Linked DNA regions of Pan troglodytes: all the other regions are linked to region 1. Evidence: chromatin contacts called from public HiChIP or PLAC-seq data. All regions are on one chromosome and are shown on one strand. Each heading gives the region's core, a stretch centred on a gene start, on an enhancer-like site or on the middle of the called end of the contact. The rest is flanking DNA. Distances are from core to core; before and after follow the strand shown. Region 1 holds the start of SLC17A6 (solute carrier family 17 member 6). Region 2 holds the start of GAS2 (growth arrest specific 2). Region 3 holds the start of FANCF (FA complementation group F). Region 4 overlaps GAS2 (growth arrest specific 2).

What was found. HiChIP or PLAC-seq counts read pairs in DNA pulled down with a chosen protein or histone mark.
Region 2: a contact with region 1 is called in an H3K4me3 HiChIP or PLAC-seq map of stem cell-derived excitatory neurons, with 6 times the contacts expected there. The contact joins the promoter of GAS2 here to the promoter of SLC17A6 in region 1.
Region 3: a contact with region 1 is called in an H3K4me3 HiChIP or PLAC-seq map of stem cell-derived excitatory neurons, with 4 times the contacts expected there. The contact joins the promoter of FANCF here to the promoter of SLC17A6 in region 1. A contact is called at or near these places in 1 of 7 Hi-C or Micro-C datasets (stem cell-derived neural progenitor cells) and 1 of 1 datasets of contacts at active chromatin or transcription factors (stem cell-derived excitatory neurons).
Region 4: an H3K4me3 HiChIP or PLAC-seq map of stem cell-derived excitatory neurons shows a contact between it and region 1, with 14 times the contacts expected there. The contact joins the enhancer-like site here to the promoter of SLC17A6 in region 1. A contact is called at or near these places in 5 of 7 Hi-C or Micro-C datasets (blood, induced pluripotent stem cells, a lymphoblastoid cell line and 1 more), 1 of 1 datasets of contacts at active chromatin or transcription factors (stem cell-derived excitatory neurons) and 1 of 1 other capture datasets (stem cell-derived neural stem cells).

Annotation. Positions count from the first base shown.
Region 1 is chr9:26,372,272-26,375,284 of NHGRI_mPanTro3-v2.0_pri, forward strand. SLC17A6 (solute carrier family 17 member 6) reads left to right here and starts at 1,281. Exons shown (of 11, transcript XM_009460084.5): 1 at 1,281-2,135. The coding sequence starts at 2,050.
Region 2 is chr9:26,699,274-26,702,621 of NHGRI_mPanTro3-v2.0_pri, forward strand. GAS2 (growth arrest specific 2) reads left to right here and starts at 1,308. Exons shown (of 21, transcript XR_008538012.2): 1 at 1,308-1,596.
Region 3 is chr9:26,660,204-26,663,356 of NHGRI_mPanTro3-v2.0_pri, forward strand. FANCF (FA complementation group F) reads right to left here and starts at 1,806. Exons shown (of 1, transcript XM_001169698.8): 1 at 1-1,806. The coding sequence starts at 1,806. The coding sequence ends at 682.
Region 4 is chr9:26,831,153-26,834,365 of NHGRI_mPanTro3-v2.0_pri, forward strand. All of the region lies in intron 7 of GAS2 (growth arrest specific 2), which reads left to right. Among named protein-coding and RNA genes, the nearest start is that of SVIP, 29 kb to the right of the region's middle. Within about 2 kb of position 1,644, at least 1 of the 24 cell types and tissues checked has an H3K27ac peak or open chromatin away from gene starts, as enhancers often do. A contact at or near this core is called in stem cell-derived excitatory neurons, where this site is marked.

The DNA.
Region 1 (3,013 bases), core at 31-2,530:
TTGAGGATATATATTTTAACACAAATTTATCAAAAAAGATAAAAATGTCTTCATTATCCTTTTCTTTATTATATTTCACAATGGAAATAATTTGACAACTATCAAACTTAATAATGGCAGATGGTTTTAGCTACTTTGACATTTTTTTCCAGCTATCCATTCAGTGACTACATAGCCATTATATCATTTGAACTATTCAGGTAATATTCTTATTTGATTCTCAATTTAGATCCATATTTTTGAGATTTTGTCTCAGGATCTTAAGTAAAATTGACTCCCTCTGTTGGCTTATGTGACATCCAAGGTTTTGACCTTGAAAATGTGGTTCAAGGCCAGTCTGTTCTGTAAGCATTGGCCTGAATTGTACTTAAGAAGTTTGTGATTCATGTGAAAGAGATTAATAATTTACATTAATCTAGCAGTTTTCTTGCTTGCTTAATGAGATAAATTCATTGATGCTGTACCTGTATATATAAAGCCAAAACTCTTACATGAATGTCTTTCAAAATTTATGCTTTAGGAGAAGGACATACAAAGAAAAATAAAATAAGATTTGAATGGAATATATGTAAATTAAAATAAATCTTTTTAAAAATAAATCTTTAAATTATCAATTACAATTTGTTGGCAAGCACAAGGTATAGCCACATATTTCATCAGTATATTGGTATTTCAGTAGTGTATTGTAAATTAGTTAAATAAAGATGCTTAAAATTCCAAGGAATTTATATTAAATTAACTGTATTTTATTTAATCAACTTCACTGAGTTTATAGCTATTCTTTTTTTTCTTCTCTCCATACCTCCCACCTCTTTTTCTTTATCTCTCCTTTCCTCTATTCTTCATTCTCTCCCTTTCTTTCTTTCATCTTTTTCCTGTCAGGAGTTAAAACAAACACATGAACAATGTAATTATGTATTTTGTGTGCACATATTTTATATTCAAGGGAGCCTAGGTGTCTTGGAACACCACAAGCATAAGTTAAATATGTTGAAATCTTTCTTCCCTGCAATACTGGCATCAGCGTGCTGGACAAAACGTAGCAAACTAGAAGTAACTTGTCAATTTTTAATAAAGTTGTCTTCCCTAGCAGAGCTAAATGCACCATTCTCCCTGCAAACTCTGGAGATGATGACATCTTCCCAATGGTTTCCATAGCATCCGTTCCTGAAGAGCCCCAGTATGGTCCTTGGTCAGGGCGATCCGCCCAGCTCCCCTAGAAAGTTGGCAACCTAGCTAGCCAAAAGGAGAGTCCCCTATTCCTGAAACTTACTCTGTCCGTGGTGCTGAAACACTGTACCGAGACCCGCCCAGACGGGCGCTGTCAGCCGCTGAAAAAAAAATCTTCCCCGAGGCTGCCCAAATCAGAACTGTGTATCTTTTATTTACTCACGTCCTCAAAGAGCAGCAAGCCTTCTCCATCTTAATTTGACTCTACCGCAGAGCAGACTTACGCTGGCGTGATGGGAGGAGATCATGGGCAGAGAGGGAAAACTAATAGCAGCATTGCTCACCTGAGACCTGAGATGCTCCCATGAGTTTTGAATATGCTCTGCTCCTTACAGCAAAGACACCATTTTTAAAAGTACCATTCTTTTGACTTTGCTGTTCCCAAGGCTTCTGTGATATTCCGGCCCCTCCGTTTAAAAGCCAGCAGATTTGAGAGCAATAAGTCTTCAAAACCGGGAATTTACATTGTTTTTCAGCTGACCGACTTCCAGGAAAAGGACTCAACCGCATCTACCCAAATACCATGGCACTGCTTGCGCTCTTTGCCACCGGATCCTCCCCTTCCAATGAGACTTTCTGATTGTGTCTACCAACTCTCCTATTAGGAAACCCGTGGGTTGCATGCAGCTATTCTGTTGTATTCTCATTCTCACTCTCCCTCCCTTCTCTCACTCTCTTGCTGGAGGCAAGCCACTACCATTCTGCTGAGAAGGAAAAGCCCGCAACTACTTTAAGAGATTAAGACAATATGCGCAATCCTCGCCTTTCCTAGCAATCACTATTTAAATCTGGCAAGAACTGACAACAGTCTTTGCAAGAATGGAATCCGTAAAACAAAGGATTTTGGCCCCAGGAAAAGAGGGGCTAAAGAATTTTGCTGGAAAATCACTCGGCCAGATCTACAGGTAAGACAAAGCAAACACTTGCTTACCTGGGGCTCAGCATGAAAAAATCTGCAGGGCCGTTTCCGTAAACCCTGGTGGCTCAGAAAGATTGTAATATGATCGGAAAGTCTTTTTGTTGCCCATTGCTTGGAGCGGGGGTGCTCTGGAAACCTGCTTATTAATGCAGGAATGTTGCACTAAATGAACCTGTCTGGTGTGTGTGTGTGTGTTTGATTTTTGCTTTGGTGCCTGCAGAGTTTTTATCCTTTACTACACAGGATTTATCTTCTTTACAGTTAAGAAATGGCCAGCCCCTGCTCAAACAGCGTTTCTTTTGGTGCTTATAGATACCCCGAATTAAATTCCTTTGATGCAGACAAATGAATATAAAACACAACCATCTAAAAAAATTAACCAAGAAATTCCAAAGAGTAATGGTTTATATATATATGATTATATATATATATATATATATATATATATATATGTTAGAGAGAGAGAGAAAGAGAGAGAGAGGTCTCAGCTTCAAAAGCACAGTAGAGAATCCCCTAGTGAAATATGTCTTCTGTATTGAATGAAGAATCAAAATATATCAATAATTGATAGTTGAAGCAATTCCTTTCTCTGAGCCTGAAACAATGTATATGCATTTTTAATTATTTTCATCTCCTAGAGTCTATTTCTTGCATAAGAAATGTCAATGCCTGGAAGAACAGCCATAAATATAACAAGCAACATTACTTTGAAAGTCCTAGAAATGATTTAATTATTTAATCCTCCTGTAGTCACTATACTAATTATGCTGTAATTTGCAAAACTTTAAATCATTTCAAGTATGTTATATGGATACAGCTTTTCTTAATAATTAGAGCAAAATCAAGACGACAGGGCAGACATAA
Region 2 (3,348 bases), core at 58-2,557, 330 kb after region 1:
TTGATCAGGAAAAATTATCAAGAACATTTGATTTTTTACTAAATTGTATGTGTTCAGACACTCAAAATTCTTTGTTGGGGCTCTGGGAATACTCAGGTCTGATCACATTTTAAGAAATTTTATCATTCAGATTCGTTTACTAAAACTCATCAGTAATGAGTTCTGTATGTTTTGTTGTTATTTATGTTTATCCAAGCTGTTATGTTGACCTTTTAAAAATGCTGTTTCTCCTTAAAATTAAGAATAACTATTTTCCCCTTCTTTTAGAAAGCTAAGGAGGAAATGTGGAGCTGATAGCTGCAAAAGCAAATTGAACTAAAATAAAAAGTTCGGAGTTCAAGGACTCCAAACTTTTCAGTCGGTTTTCTCTTCTTCTTTATTAAATGTATTGCCACTAGAAGCCAATAACTGATGCAGTTTCTGCCAGATAATGGCAATAATAAAGGTAAAATGTGAATATTTTTTAAATTATATCTAAAATCATCCACATCATTTAGCTTGTGGATGTACAGGTAGTTTCTATTTGGGAGTGGGGCTAGGTAACTCATCATTATAAAAATGGTATCCAAGCAAGGATCACAATACCTGTGCCACTGCCATTGTAAACATCGGATGGCAATATACATGAAACTGATGAACATGAGAACAAAACAAAATAAAAAGTGTAATACATTTTATTTATGCTCCATGGGAGGTGGTAACCTGTGGGGATCAGCACACTCAGCAAGCGGTCCCCGCGCATTAGAGGTGAATCAGACACTTGAACATCTGTCCACTTCATGGAAGACGTTTCATCTCAGAATACACGTACTAATAAACAACAGTTGGAGACAATTGTCTCTGACATTCAACATAATGCTGCTGAGCTGAGGCTGAAAGAAGGAAGGGTGGAATTGTATTTCCTTTGGTAAAGCAAAAACAGCCGTGAGTACAGCCTCTTCTAAAAATCTGATATTTAAAGAGAATTGTAAGACATCAAAATGTTCAATTTGGAATGAAGAGTGGCCGAAGTTACTGGAAAGCTCGTGCCTCCGTCTGCAAAATCACTGGCCAGGAAAGCAAAAACTTTTCCAACACCCAATTTTAATATTGTGCTAAAGCTATTGACTCTGTTAAACCTCTAGAGTTAAATATGATCCCCTCCCCAGCCCCCACCTTTTCTCTCTTAGGTTAGTGTCTGGGGGACAAGGAGGGGGCTGGAGCTTGGCCCCAACCTCGGAATTGCTGCCAAGGGCTTGTAATACAATCTCTCCCCGTTTGAAGGGTAAATCAGTGTCAACTGCATTTGCTGTCCACCAGAAAAAGTAAGCATTTTACTTCCGCTCGGTCTATGAGGACTGATGAAATGTAGGAAATCTGTTTCTGGCAGGGAGAAAAAATCATTTTCCCAAACAGCACTAAAAGGAGCCATCAGAGAAGTATGAAGAGGGGTAGTGCGGCTGTAGCTGCTGCCGCTGCCGCCAGGCTGGTGGGGTGCGGGGAGCGGCTGCTGCAGGACCTGTGCCTGGAGGGGGCCGGCCCCGAGAAGCTGCAGGAGCCCAGCCCGGAGCCCAAGCGCCTCTGAGAGCCGCCAGCAGCCCAGCTCGGGACGCGGGGGTGAGCACGACTGGCTGGCCCAGTTCTGCGCCAACGCCGCCGCAGCGTGCGCGCACTGCAGCCGGGGCTCACGGGAGCCCCTGCCTGTCTACTGCACCCGGGGCGGCGGGGGAGGGGAGAGGTCATTAAAAAATAACCTCAGGAACGAGGCGGGGAAGAGTGAAGAGCCGCGGACAGTTGGACAGGCTCTTTCTCTAAGAGTGGGTATTCACTGCAGGGGGTGACTTTCTGATTCTCTGGAAACAACCATGTGTTCCTTATCCCTATTGTGGAACACCCCAGACGACCGCAGCACGTAAGCCCGCTGGGGTGGCTCTGCCAACCAGGGACAGAGTGAGGATTTTTAATGAACACATCGATTATAAATGCACACATATGCGTTCGTGCACAAGAGTATCTGTAATGCATGCTCAGCATTGTCTGTTATGGTGGGGTGGGATAGAGCCAGAATGGTCTTAAAGGGCTGATCCTGAATGTTTTACTTGAGTCGTTGAGGCCAGGATGGGAGGAAAGAGCGCCACATGTGTGATCTGGGGTGATACTCACTGTGTCTGATGAGTTTGATGAAATTGAGTTTTATGTGAATAAACAAACGCTAGCCGATATATATCAACACACTTTGGGGAGATTTTGCATGGTATCGTTCTTTTTGTTCAGTCCAAAGTTGAGACTGGAATCTGAAATTGTTTGGGGAACAAAGGAGGCAATTTTGCTTTGGAGACATTATTTATACTGGCAAAATTAAATTCTGTCAACTCAGTATGGTAAATTACCATTAACTTAGCCCAGGTATCCGAAGAAGTTTCCATTGTCTTGAATGAAGAGGGAGCAAAAGCGAGGGTTAACAGATTCTGTTTCTACATTCTAAAAACAATTGAGGTTGGGGGAGGGTTGTTAATTCTTTTCCCAGTTAACCTTTTTGAAATCACAGTCTTTACCCTCTCCACCTTCTTCATCTTCATCCTCTCACCTCCGTGATCTTCTTACAGTGAAGAGTTTGCAAAACTTTATTCTTATAAAATTATCTCCTCCAACCCTCTCCAACAAAGTTAGATCAGTTGTGTATGAGAGATATTATGCCAAGGAAATAAGATCTGCTTGTGCACAGGAACACCCATTTGACATCCTAGTATTAAAATAAAGGCTTAGACAGTTTGGATGTACCAGCCTGGCAGAGGAAGTCCACTTTTCCTCCCCACGTATCCCCTGAGATTCACAGAGGCAAGGCAGAGAACAAGACCTGTGCTTCTTCACTCCAAACTCTTAGCAGTGTGGACACTGATTAACTGCAGCTGGGGTCTGATTTGCCCAGCCTGTCTTTGATATTGATCAATGAACTCCTTCTCAAGGAATGCTTTCCTCTAACTGCGGTGAAGGGGGTGGCTCTGGTGGTCCTCTCCAACATGGGTGTCTGGGTTTTGACTGCCTAAGAGAAGGTAAGGGACAGATGGATGAGGCATGGGACGGTGTGCCTTTGCAAAACACATCGGAGACTTTGCACAGGGCTGCCTGAATGGTCCCTTACATGGAAAAGGTAGCTTGGATTTCAGCCTGAATGCTACTGAAGTTTGGGTTTATTTCATTACTTTATTGCTAAACACTATGCTGTGGTGTTATGGACTGTGCTTTACTGGGAAATAAGTTCACATGGCAAAAAAATATTTCACCAGGTGCAAAAGGTCATGTGATTGCCCTGGAATTTTTTAGCATCTTGGTTAGAAACTTCAGTTAAACCTCAAACTTTCGAGTATG
Region 3 (3,153 bases), core at 556-3,055, 290 kb after region 1:
TTGATTCTTTTATCATCAAGCATTAATTTAATATCCAAAGGCATATATTTGTATTTACTGTGCTTTAAACATTCGTCTGTGCGTCAATGCTTTAAAGGGACATACTATGTGGTGATTCATTTTCAAAGTAAGAATTTGCAGAAAATGAGAAACAAACTTTCTGAACAATACACTTTTAATGCATACTAAGGCTGGTTAACTGGTTAGAATACTAGGTTAACAAGGCCAAACTCCAGATAGGCCAATAGCTTTTCAAACCAATATTCCTGACACTGCCAGGAATAAAGAAAACTCTTCACTACTGAAGGAGGGAAAGAAAACCTAGAAAAATAAACCATACTAAAAGAAAAAGGGTATTTTGTTTGTCACTTTAAAGCTGCTTTTTCTTTAAACGGTACACATATTTTCAACATTCTTACAAATGGGCCTTCTATTAAAAAGCAAACTATTGCTAATTCCACGGCTTTAAGTGGAGTACTTCCAATCACTTCCTGTATCCAGAAAATCCGTGACACTACATGCCAGCTACTTTGCATATTTATAACTGTTTAATAAACTATTCAAAATTAGCATCTAAAATAATTATACTTTGGACACACGAAGGCATATATTTGGTGAGAACATTGTAATTTTCATTTTGTAAACTATATATTCTATATTCAAGTAATAACACAGCATTGCCTATACAGAACTGAGGCCTGCGCTGAGACCCAAAACTTGTCTTTTCCTAAATGCACCACTACGAAGAGCTAATAAGAGGTCTGTCCAGATGCTAAGACCAGGTACTTCAAAATCTCCATCCTGCGCTTTACAGGTCTCCAGGGCAGTTAGAACTTTATCTTTCAGAGGTGGAGGGGCCTGACAGAGGCTTTGAAACCTATCGTGCAACTCCTCCCAGGGCACATCTTGGGACTCAGTTCCAACCCAAATGCCTTTCTGAAGGTCATAGTGCAAACGGTGACCCCAGTCTGTTAGCAGACCCAGATAGACAGGAGACAGCGCTGGGTGGCGGCTAGTCACTAAAGTCAAAAGCCCGGCTGGGAGGGCGCGACAAAAGGCAGCAAAGACTTCCGAATTCCCCAGAAGCCAGTGGACTAGCACTTGGCTCCCCTCTCCAGGTGATTTGTGGATGCTGGGTTCCAACTCTTCTTGGGGCCGAGGAGACAAAGGCGGCTGCAACAGCGCCACCGCTATCACCTTCAGGAAGTTGTTCTGAGGCAAGCGCTCCCACAGGCTGCTGAGAAACCTGGCGGGACGCTCCGCTTCGGCCTTCCCCACCTCCTGCAGACGCTCCAGCAGCAGCTCCGCCTGGGTCTTCATCAGAGAGTCCTCCTGGAGATTTGGGTTCTCTCTATAGCCATTGAAGCGCAGCATGTGCACCGCGGACCGCCGGCGGGCAAGGCGGGCCAGGCTCTCTTGGAGTGTCTCCTCATCGGCGTCCCGGACGCCCGGGCCCGGAAAGAGTTGCTGCACCAGGTGGTAACGAGCTGCATCCCCGAGGGCCCGGTTCTCCAGCAGGCGCAGAGAGAGCAGGACGTCACAGTGACCGAGGGCCTGGAAGTTCGCTAATCCCGGAACTGGACCCCGCCCAAAGCCGCCCTCTTGCCGCCACTGGTTGTGCAGCCGCCGCTCCAGAGCCGTGCGAATGGGGCCATGCCGACCAAAGCGCCGATGGACGTGGCGCAGGTAGCGCGCCCACTGCAAGGCCCGGCGCACGGTGGCGGGGTCCCAGGTGCTGACGTGGGTAGTGCTTGAGACCGCCAGAAGCTCGGAAAAGCGATCCAGGTGCTGCAGAAGGGATTCCATGAGGTGCGCGAAGGCCCTACTTCCGCTTTCACCTTGGAGACGGCGACTCTCTGCGTACTGATTGGGACATCCGTGAAATGATACGCCTCTCTGAAATGCTATTGGTCGAAATGCATGTCAATCTCCCAGCGTCTTTATCCGTGTTCCTTGACTCTGGGCAACTTAAAAGCCCTAATACTTTTACTTTCGCCACACAAAGAGGTTCTTCTTAGTGGAGGGAGAGCAGATGTAGGGCATCCTACCGAGAATTTCCGGAACCACATGCGAGATGATGCCAGTCGTGAACGTCTCCGCGCTTCCTTTCGCTTTGGAAATATCCTTAAGTAGAAATTTTCTGAGCTTTGCCTAAAACTAGAATCTGTGTTGAGGTTTTTCAAAATTAAGTAACGCCAGAGACATACTGTGACGTGAGGAAACGCTCTTAAATGAAATTTTAAGATCTATTTGAGAAACATGTACTAAAAATGTACTGACCTCCTATTAATGCCAGGCACTATGCTGAATTCTGGGCCTTCACATTGTCCTTCCATTATTAGAACTGAAGCCCAGATTATTTGAAACAAAAAATAAACTTCAATAATTTATTAAAATTTGCAAAGGAACAAAATTTTACTTCACAGTTGTACATTTCGTTTTCGTAATTTTTAGGACAAAATAGCTTAATTGACTCTTCTGTCATACAAATAATCAGCTGAAGGAAATGGCATTTAAGAGCATCGAACAATAATAAATGTTTGATTAAATAAAAACCGTGAGAAGAGAGTAGGGAGGAGAAGGTCCTATGTCGCTCATTGTTGCACTTAACAAACATTTGTCAACTCCTAGGAGTTGCATTCTGTACAAAATGCACAACAATTCTTACTAAAGTTCATAATATAGTAATTCATTTGAGCTGAATTTCCTTCCAATCCTAAAGACACAGCCAAAACTATTCGAAAAGTGGGGGGAAGGTGTTTTGTTTTGTACTTTAACAAAAAGGGGAAGAGAAACAAATTTAAAAGAGGGGAAGAGTCATTTTTCATTTATTAAAATAAGCATTCCTACACCTTTTAGAAAGTAAAGCAGTCATGTGCATGCTGTTAATTCAGATTTATGCATTTATTTATTTATTTTGAAACGGAGTCTCATTCTGTCGCCCAGGCGCGGCCAATTTTTGTATTTTTAGTAGAGATGGGATTTCACCTTATTGGCCAGGCTGGTCTCGAACTTCTGACCTCAAGTGATCCTCCCGCCTCGGCCTCCCAAAGTGCTGGGATTAGAGGCGTGTGCCACCGCGCCTGGCTATTATTTGATTTTTATTAGTTATCTCAAACTCTTATTTGGTCCTGAAATCGTTATTTTATTTTA
Region 4 (3,213 bases), core at 394-2,893, 460 kb after region 1:
ACAACTGGGCCTCAGAAGACTAGTGCACTGTGTGTCCTTGAGCTACCCACTTAACCACTATTTCTTTTTCCAGATAATGGTAACATTAATACTTGCCTACTAAGCCACTGGGTAATTATGATAACAAAATTAAATAGGAGGAAGTACTATCAGGATTTTAATAAGATTTCATTTTTGAATGTGAGCTCAAGGGCTAAGCACGCTGGCTGCTGCTAACTTTCAGCATTTTTGTATGGCTAAAACAATGAGGCTCAGATTCATAAATTGTTCCAAGCATGTAAAGCACTTTCTTTATTGTGGTTTTGGGGTTCATTCCCAGTTGGGCAATATGATCATCAGCAAGGACTTCATAAAATGGCAATATGTATCCCTAAAGAAAAGAGGTGTTGCCCGTGGAAAGACCTTTAAAAACTCAGGTGACTGTAACCCTTGGCAAAGTCACTTTAGGACGTATAGTTGAGTGGTAATGAGTATTATCTGAATCCTAAGAGATTTTCAAATCTGAACTTCGTTGCTTCTTAGCTAGGTGACCTTGGGCAATTCACTTAACCTTGTCGAGCCACTGTTTTCTCATTTTTAAATATGAACATAATGCAAACCACTTAGAGTTGCTCCAAGGATTAAATGAAATAAAACCTGTAAGAACCTTATCATTATCAGTGGCAGCAGCAGCAGCACAACATTATTATTTAAAAATAACAATAGCAGGCTATTTATTGTTGAGTCTACACCATGTTCCAGGCACTGTTTCTACATGCTTACACATATTAATATCTGTGTTTGAACAACTATGGGAGGAAGGAATTACTATAGTCATTATTTTGCAGATGAGAAACTGAGACACAGATTAAAGAAATTTATTCTGGTCATACAGCAAGTTGGCAGCCTGATAAAGGAAAAACAAATAGGAGCTTCTGCTCTGTTTACTGTTATTTGTCTCTCTGAAGTTTTATCTAAGAAAAGGGTATAATAAGCTAAAGGACTGTTGGGAAGTTAAAATGAGATAGTAAATAAGATAATAAATAAGAAAAAAATGCTTGTAAACAGTAAAACGGTAATTCCAGAAGCTTGTTTATTTGGGCTGTGATTAACAATTTGTAATCGCACGTAACTAGAGGAGTTGAAATGAATTCCCCACCTTTGGCAAGGACGTCTTTAAGTGTCATTTGTTATTAGTAGTGCCTCAGTTTGCCCTGCTAACAGGTGATCTTATCAGTTATCTTGAAAATGCTAGAATCAAGCTTTCAACATGGCAAACTATCCATGGAACACCTGCTGTCTCACTCCTCCATGTGTCAAGGTACCTCAGGGAGATAGCTGAGTTCCCAATCACCCAATTTTGAGCATATGCCATTTCAGAATAATATTAGACAATGACAGAGTCTGTTGTCCTATAAATTAATTTAACATTCTTCCTCTGGAGAGCAGATGACTGCATTCTAAAAACAATATTTTCTCTCGAGTTATGATGGGTTGTAAAAACACACAGTGAATGGAGTTGACAAGAAGGTGTTGGGAAGCATATGATATCCCAGGGGGCTGAACAGATCTAAATTTAGGTGGGTTGTCTCTACTAGGCAGTTGGTGTCAGATACCATTGCCTCTTAAAAGGATGACTTCAGTGAAGAGCAGTTAACAGATTGTGCAGAAACATAAGGCTCTGTGGTCCATTAAGTGGGGAATCATTTAATGAGACCCAGAGTTGCACTGAGGGAACCATGGCACTTAAGCATTAAAAGACAGAAAAGGAAGGGGTGAAAATTTTATGAAGCAATTTATTACTGCTGTAAACCATGTATTTTAAAAAATGCATTCCAGGTATAATAAGAACTTGTGAATGAAGATCATGAAGAGAATAATGTACTTAATTCACTATGGATTCTGTCATGATATTTGTTTCTTCTCTTTTTGCTTCCCTTTTCCCCATTTCTTCTTCTTCTGTTTCTCTCTTGATTCTCAATACAATCTCCCACTTTCTTATGCAATTCCTGTTATAGCTTCAATTTTTGACCCAAATCTATCTTTCTCTCAAAGAAATTCTCTAAGCAAAAATTGGTCTGAATTATCATTCACACAGATTTTTTTCAGACTCCGCTTTCTAAATAAGGGCATAAACCATTTTACCTTTCTCTTTCTCCTATCTTTTCCTAAATAAGCAACGCAGATATAATTTATAAAGGTAGTGTTGCTTGGAATGGGGCATTAGTAAGTATTAGTTTTGTTCATCCAGTCGTTTAACATGCATTTATTCATTTAATATTCATCTAATAAGCATTGTGTGCCCGGCACTGTGCTAGGCCCCCAGGGTATGAAATTTAGCAAGGAATAACCTTGCCTGCCACTCAACAAATATTTGTTGAATGATCAAAGGAAGGGATTCACTTTAATTCACCTAGTGAATGGGGAACAATTCTCTGCATGTATAAAGGCAGGAAACTTTCTTGGGATTTTAAGGAGTTCACAATATCTATGGAGTGAGTAATTTGTTGAGTGGGCCTGGGCTCAGAAGGTAGGACTACATGCAGTATAGTACAGTCGTGCAGTGCACATCCTGAACAGTCATACATGATAACTCTGGCATAGTAAGAAAGAATGTGGGAAAAGAAAATAGTAGCTGGGCTATAAAGTGCTTTGCGAGCCAGGTTACTTATTCTTATGGAGGGATGAGGGTAGAAGTAAAAGAGAAGGTATCAGAATTGCTGTCAAATTTTCCATATTATGTATGCTTCTGACCACCATGGGGATGCTGATGTCCTCTCCTTACCCCCACTGCTTTCCCAGGATCTTCGCCACATTGCCAATTTACTGTAAGTCATATTTCTCAGGTGAGCTGTAGCTAAGAATGTCTGAGAAACACTAGACAATGGAGAGCCCTCACAGGTTTTTAAGAAGGCGGTAGCATGTTCAGATTTTCCTTTGAGGAAGATTACTGTGGCTCTGGAGTAGACGGTGGACTAGTGAAGAGTGAGAGATGAGGGGACATCCTGCTGAAAAGCGTTCATGTCCTCAAGGTCTAATGACATCTGTGTTCAGAGCACTTGACAGATACTCCTGCTGCCCTCAGTTTTCAGGGCCACCAGCACAATATTACAGACAGAATGAAACAGATTTGTCACTGTCATCCTGAGAGGGCGATGACACCTGACACATTTCATACAAATTACGATTTCAAACAGACAGGGACATTCAAGCAGATCTATGCTGGGGAATTAA